Linked DNA regions of Mus musculus: region 1 is linked to region 2. A link is a contact called in public Hi-C data. All regions are on one chromosome and are shown on one strand. Each heading gives the region's core, a stretch centred on a gene start, on an enhancer-like site or on the middle of the called end of the contact. The rest is flanking DNA. Distances are from core to core; before and after follow the strand shown.

Region 1 (2,991 bases), core at 380-2,879, 1.2 Mb after region 2:
CAGGCTTTCCCCAAACCTTGCTAAACGCCCTGCAGCAGGCCTAGAACGGATCTCAGAGGCTCTCTGGTCTCTCAGCACCCAGTATTGTCAGTATATTAGACAGGATGGAACTTTCAAGGTATACAGGCTCTTAGGGATTAGAGAGCTGGAGCTTTTAAAACTTCACACTGCTTACAGAGGACCTGAGTTTTAGTCACAGTGCTCATGCCAGGCCAATCAACCCAATCCAACACGCTCTACTGGCCTCCTGTACTCATGTGCACATACCCCCCACACACATACACACACACACACACACACACACACACACACACACACAGACATGTACTTAAAAGTCAAATTTTAAACAATATATGTGTATTTGTGTGTGCGTGTTCTATTTGAGATTCTGGTGATTTTGGTCTGATGGCCTTGGTGGATCGCATGTGCTGGTAAATTGTAAGCTGCATAGATGATTCTGATTGAGAAATCGCTTAAGTTCAACACCTTTATTTGATGCATGAGTCATCTGGGCCCCCAGTTGCCACACGGTGTTGAGGAGTGGAAAGCCCCAGCCTGCGTGTGGAGGGAAGCGGATGAAGGCATGGGCTCTAGTCTGGATCTGCTGCATGGTAACTGGCAGGTTTTCTTCGCTTGCCTTCTTGCCCTGTTTGTAAAATTAGAAGGTTGTGATTGACAGCTGCCAAGGTCTTTTCCAGAGTTCATGTTTCTATAAGAAAAAAAAATGTTTCCGTTACAGTTGAAAGGTGGGCTGGGGTCTCTCGTTCAAGATGTAGGAAAGGCACACAGAAGCCTGCTGACTTCTTTACTCCCTGTCCCCAACTATAACTGCTTAAGATACTTCAGTCGGCTAACCAGCTCCTTTTGGAAGTGAAAATTCTAAGGTAGAAAGAGGTAATTACTAATGCCAGCTATTTAAATACATTTTAAAACAAGAAGGCTTTCATTAATATTAACAAATATGCCTAAACTTAGTTCTGGCAAATTACAGCCCTGCTTTATCAAGTTCTAGCCCAAAGCCTTTTCCATTTTTGATGGTTGAGTTGAAACCTAGGAGTGGGGTATTAACTGAAAAATGAAGACCACCAAACAGCCTAAACCACTGTATTCCACCGTGATTGTATTCCCAACGGCACACTAAAGCCCCAGATCCCTAAGAGATGTAGTACACCCCCCCATTTCTCCCCAGTGATTAGCAGGCAGAAATGCTGTGCCTCCTGGGCCACCTGCTTAAAAACAAACAAACAAACAAACAAAACAACAACAGCAAACAGAACCAGAAGGAAACATGGAGATCTGTCCCTACTTCATCTGAAGCCAGAAATCCAAAAGAACTTGAGTTTTATTACAATGTTGATCGAAGGAGAAGGGTCTGTTAGACACCAGTTTCCTGTGATGTAAGTGAGGGTTGGGGTGAGGGGATGATATTTGACATTTCCAGAAGTGATTAAACAAAGTTTGGAAAGAAAAATCTGATGGGAGTCAGCACGTGAAATTAGAGTTGTATCTTCAACAGCTCCTTTAAAGACTGAGCACATTGCCTGTTTCTGGTTGGGTAGAAATTTAAAGGGAAAGCCAGGCTTCTATCCAGCAGAATCGTCTTAACAGAAGTTTCCTGTTTCCACCACTGCAGAGAAACAAAGTTGTTACAATGAGTTAAGATGGTTCAAACTTTTGGCAGCCTCTCCGCAGGCCCCTGCCGCCGCCGCCAACTCTTTTACAGTTTCTGTGTCGTTTCAAATGGTTGCTTAGGAGAAATACTGACCAAACTCCTCCTTTTGACTACTAAAATGGCTCAGAGAGTTTCTCGGGATGTTTTTATTTGCTAGAAATTTGTTTTGCAGTTAAGCTTCTCTTGTTGAGGGAGTTTGGTTACCAGCCATCTGACGATGCCTCGCCTCGGGGTGTTTACAGAAAACGTGGGTGCTGCAATTACATTGGAGCACAGCCCTCCCCCACCACAGATAGCATAGTAATCAACAGGAATGGGAAAACATGTATTTAAGGATTTGATGCTTGTAAAAAAGGGGCTGTAAAGGAACATGGTTGTTCAGATGTGAGAAGTGACTGGCGGCTCTCCTTATAGGCATGCTAGTAACAATAAAGTCTCCAAGTTCAACATCAAAGTCATCACGGTTTACTCCACCAGTGACTTGCACATCAAAGGGGAGCTTAAGACAAAGGGAGGAATGCTTTACCTCATGGCCAGATCCTTTAGGGGAGTGGGGGGTGGGGGGATGTGGCTTGCAGTTCCTCACTTCCTAAGGCAGGGCAAATGAGAACCAATTTCCCTCCTACCACTTGCCATTTACTTAGGAAAGATTCCTCACAGGAGAGATCGGATCCTCTTCCTTCAGGCAGCAAACTCGGTACCAAGGTGGGCATCTCAAACTTCACCTAATATGCCACATGAAATCCCCCACCAAATAGGACAGTTTAAACTGGGTGAGCTTGTAGTTGGTTGGTGAATTACCCTTGACAACATAATTTGGGACCTCGGTTTGCAATCTCTCTTCTCTCCTCCTCCTCCTCCTCCTCCTCCTCCTCCTCCTCCTCCTCCTCCTCCTCCTCCTCCTCCTCTCCTTCTCTCTCTCTCTCACTCTCTCATTAACCTTGTGGGTGGAGTCTTGCTGAATCAGACATGTGGTACTTAACAGGTGTGTGTATGTGTGTGTGTGTGTGTGTGTGTGAGAGAGAGAGAGAGAGAGAGAGAGAATGAAATTTAGACCTGTTAAACCAGCTCTTAATTAATCACCGGGTCTATGTCCCTGTTCCCCAACTCATGTCATGTATATTCCAAAATGCTGAGCTTAGAACAAGAGTCAGGAGCTGAAGACACACACACACACCCCTTGAATATTACATTGAAAATAAAACCAGCCATGCAAGTATTAGGGATGGTTTGAAATGATACGCTCTTTCTCTCCCCCCACCCCCTTGCCTTTGAAATGTGAGATTCTTTTATAGTTGAGCTTCAGTAATTTACTCATT
Region 2 (2,700 bases), core at 19-2,518:
GAAACCTCAAAGCCTCCCACTCCCAGTGACCTATGCCCTCTAGCAAGACCACACTTCCTAGACTTCAAACATCACCACCAACTGAGGACCAAGAATTCAAATATCTGAACCTATAGGGGAACATTCTCATTCAAAGCACCACAGTGAGGCCTGTGTTTATCTTCAATGGAACTTGAGATTACTAAGGTTCTATTCAGGAATATGGGTTAGGGATACTTCATCTCCAAAGCCTGCCCCAATATGGGTGGCTACTCATAAAAGCAATGCAGGACTTGAAGCCTCCATGCAGCTCTTGTAACCTCAAAGCAGGACTTGCAGACATTGCCTTGCAGGCAGCTCTGCTGATTGGAGAGTCTTTGTCCTATGCAACTCTTATACTTTATATAACCTTGGAGAACAGCCTTGCCAAGAAGGTTCCAGGAACTTCCTGTGTCGTGTAAGTTTCAGTGACTTCCTGAGTCTTACCAAGCCTCCCTCCAGGAAAGAGTTTTAATTGGGAAGAGAGCTATATGGCAACTGCTGTGTGCCTTTTGGCATTCTCTTTTCCATTCTCTCAGAGTAGAGGATTAGTAAGACAGATATAGCACTAACATGGTGACTGATGTACAGTGTGTATGCCACTGAAGGAACTCAGTATCCAAAGCTCCCAGTAACTTCCTTAGAGATCTGTTTTTACTTCCCTTTTATGGAGGTTGAAATGGAAGCATAGAGGTCCTAGGTGCCTTGTCTGAAGTGTCAGATAGAATAGGACTGCAGGGAATGTATTCTGTGCTATGATACCCAGGGCGTCTTTACTATCAGGAAAGGAGAGCCAGTGAGGCAGAGTGGGGCACATTAACTCATAGGAACTCTCCCACTCTTGTTTGCATGTGTGCATGTCATGGCATACATGTGGAGGTCAGAGGTCAACATAGTGGCATTGATTCTTTCCTTCTGTCTTTAGAAGTGTTCCAGGTGTTGAGCCCAGGTCCAGGGTTGCAGAGCAAAATACTACCGGCTCCCTTCTGCCTCCCACTTAGTTGGGGGCTCAAGTCTTAGAAGATGAAAACTGAGCCTGAAATGAAAAGGGAGTCTAGAAATGTTTGTTTACCCACATTCCAGGAATGGTGGAAAACTCTTTGTAACTGCCAGAAGTTGGAGAAGCCAGCTGTTGTCTTTTGGTTTCAGAATGGGGGAAGGGTGGGAGAATGAGCTATTTTGGCTGCACCAGGGGAAGCTGACTGAAGGAGCAAAGATGCTGTGTGTACAAATGGTTCAAATCTGGTGAAAGAAAACATTGTTTGTACCCTGGTGTCCTGGAGAGACTCTGACTGGGGGCACTGGCCCAGGAAGAAGGCTGTAGAAGGAACTTGGCTTTCTTTCAGTCTTTTACTTTTGCTCTGGCCAAGTTAAAATCTTTATTTAAAACTTTTTATTACATTTAAATTTATTTTATTTTGCTTGCGTGTGTATGAGTGTGGGGCCATGTGTGACATAGTGCATGTGTGGAGGTCAGATGGCAGTTGGCAGGAGTCTGTTCTTCTTTTACCATGTGGGTCCTAGGTATAGAATGCTGGTTGGCAGGGTTGCCAGCAGGTATCTGTGTACTGAGCCAGTGATTCAGCCCCACCTCTCTCCAATATTACCCTTTTCCCTTCTGCAGTGAGATGACTTCAGTGTGCTTGGTATCCCCGTAGTTTTATGCTTCTCTAGTCATAGAGCATGTTAGCCAGCCATCGTCATTTAGCAGGAGCACATCACAACCGTCTTAGTGCTCTCTATTTGCTGTGGTCTTCTGTGTTGGCACTGATAGCCCTCACTGGCTCGCTGGGACATCTGTGTTGTACTCTGCCCATCCTATTACCATGCTACAAGGCAGTCACTTCTTGACTGTGCACATTTCTATCTTGAATGTTTCTAGTAATGCTGCAGTAATGATTTTTATTCAACTTTCCTGGAAAATCTTTGTGAAAATTTTCTGGTTTGGGTATCAAAGGTAGTACCAACTTTGGCAACAAAGTTACCACACAAAATAAGTAAGATAATTTAAATTTTTTTTCAATTGCTTGAAACTTTAGATTACAGAAAAAAAAAAACACTTCTTTTTTTCTTTTAAAGTGAAGATGAGATGTGATGACACTGGTGTTCAAAATCATTTTGGTTGTTTTTTTTTTTTTTTTCCTAAAGATTTACTTTATGTTTTATTTATGTGCCTGTGTATCTACTACATCTCTGTATGTGAATATAAGGCAGTACCTGAAGAGGTCAGAAGAGGGGATTAGACATCTGTAGCTGGAGTTACCCGTGGCTGGGAGCTGTCCAAAGTGGTTGTTATCTTTTAAAGGGGAAAGCCAACTGGATGACATCAGAAGAAGCAGGCAAAGAATAGAATTGTTGAACCACAAGATACATGTATTGCTAAGTTCTTCCCTAAAAGTATTTCATCAGTTGTATTTCCCTCAGGATGGTGTGAGGGTTATAACTTTGTATTTGCCCCAAAGTTGGCAGTACTTAATTTATCTGATGTCTTGAGGTTTAAAATTTGTTCTAAACTCATACAGTGGTGGCATTCTCTCCCTTTCTTATAAATTGCTTACGCCCATAATTTGTTTCTTTTCCTATGGTATATTTGTCTTTATATTAATGATATCAGGAATATAGTTTTGGATAGCCTCATTAAAACCCATGTCACTACCAAGTGTCTTCTCTGGTTAGTTGTTT

Evidence for each region. A called contact is a pair of places that touch in the nucleus more often than the background predicts.
Region 1: a Hi-C map of uterus shows a contact between it and region 2, with 4 times the contacts expected there. The contact joins two enhancer-like sites. A contact is called at or near these places in 5 of 484 Hi-C or Micro-C datasets (all in uterus) and 2 of 115 datasets of contacts at active chromatin or transcription factors (embryonic forebrain and embryonic limb bud).

What each region holds. Positions count from the first base shown.
Region 1 is chr9:69,299,947-69,302,937 of GRCm38.p6, forward strand. The region is part of intron 2 of Rora (RAR-related orphan receptor alpha); the gene reads left to right. It overlaps Gm46153 (a long non-coding RNA gene), which reads right to left. Exons shown (of 2, transcript XR_001779364.2): 2 at 474-709. Among named protein-coding and RNA genes, the nearest start is that of Gm46153, 4.1 kb to the right of the region's middle. Within about 2 kb of position 1,630, at least 66 of the 459 cell types and tissues checked have an H3K27ac peak or open chromatin away from gene starts, as enhancers often do. A contact at or near this core is called in uterus, where this site is marked.
Region 2 is chr9:68,130,268-68,132,967 of GRCm38.p6, forward strand. No RefSeq gene overlaps it. Among named protein-coding and RNA genes, the nearest start is that of Gm20745, 110 kb to the left of the region's middle. Within about 2 kb of position 1,269, at least 14 of the 459 cell types and tissues checked have an H3K27ac peak or open chromatin away from gene starts, as enhancers often do. A contact at or near this core is called in uterus, where this site is marked.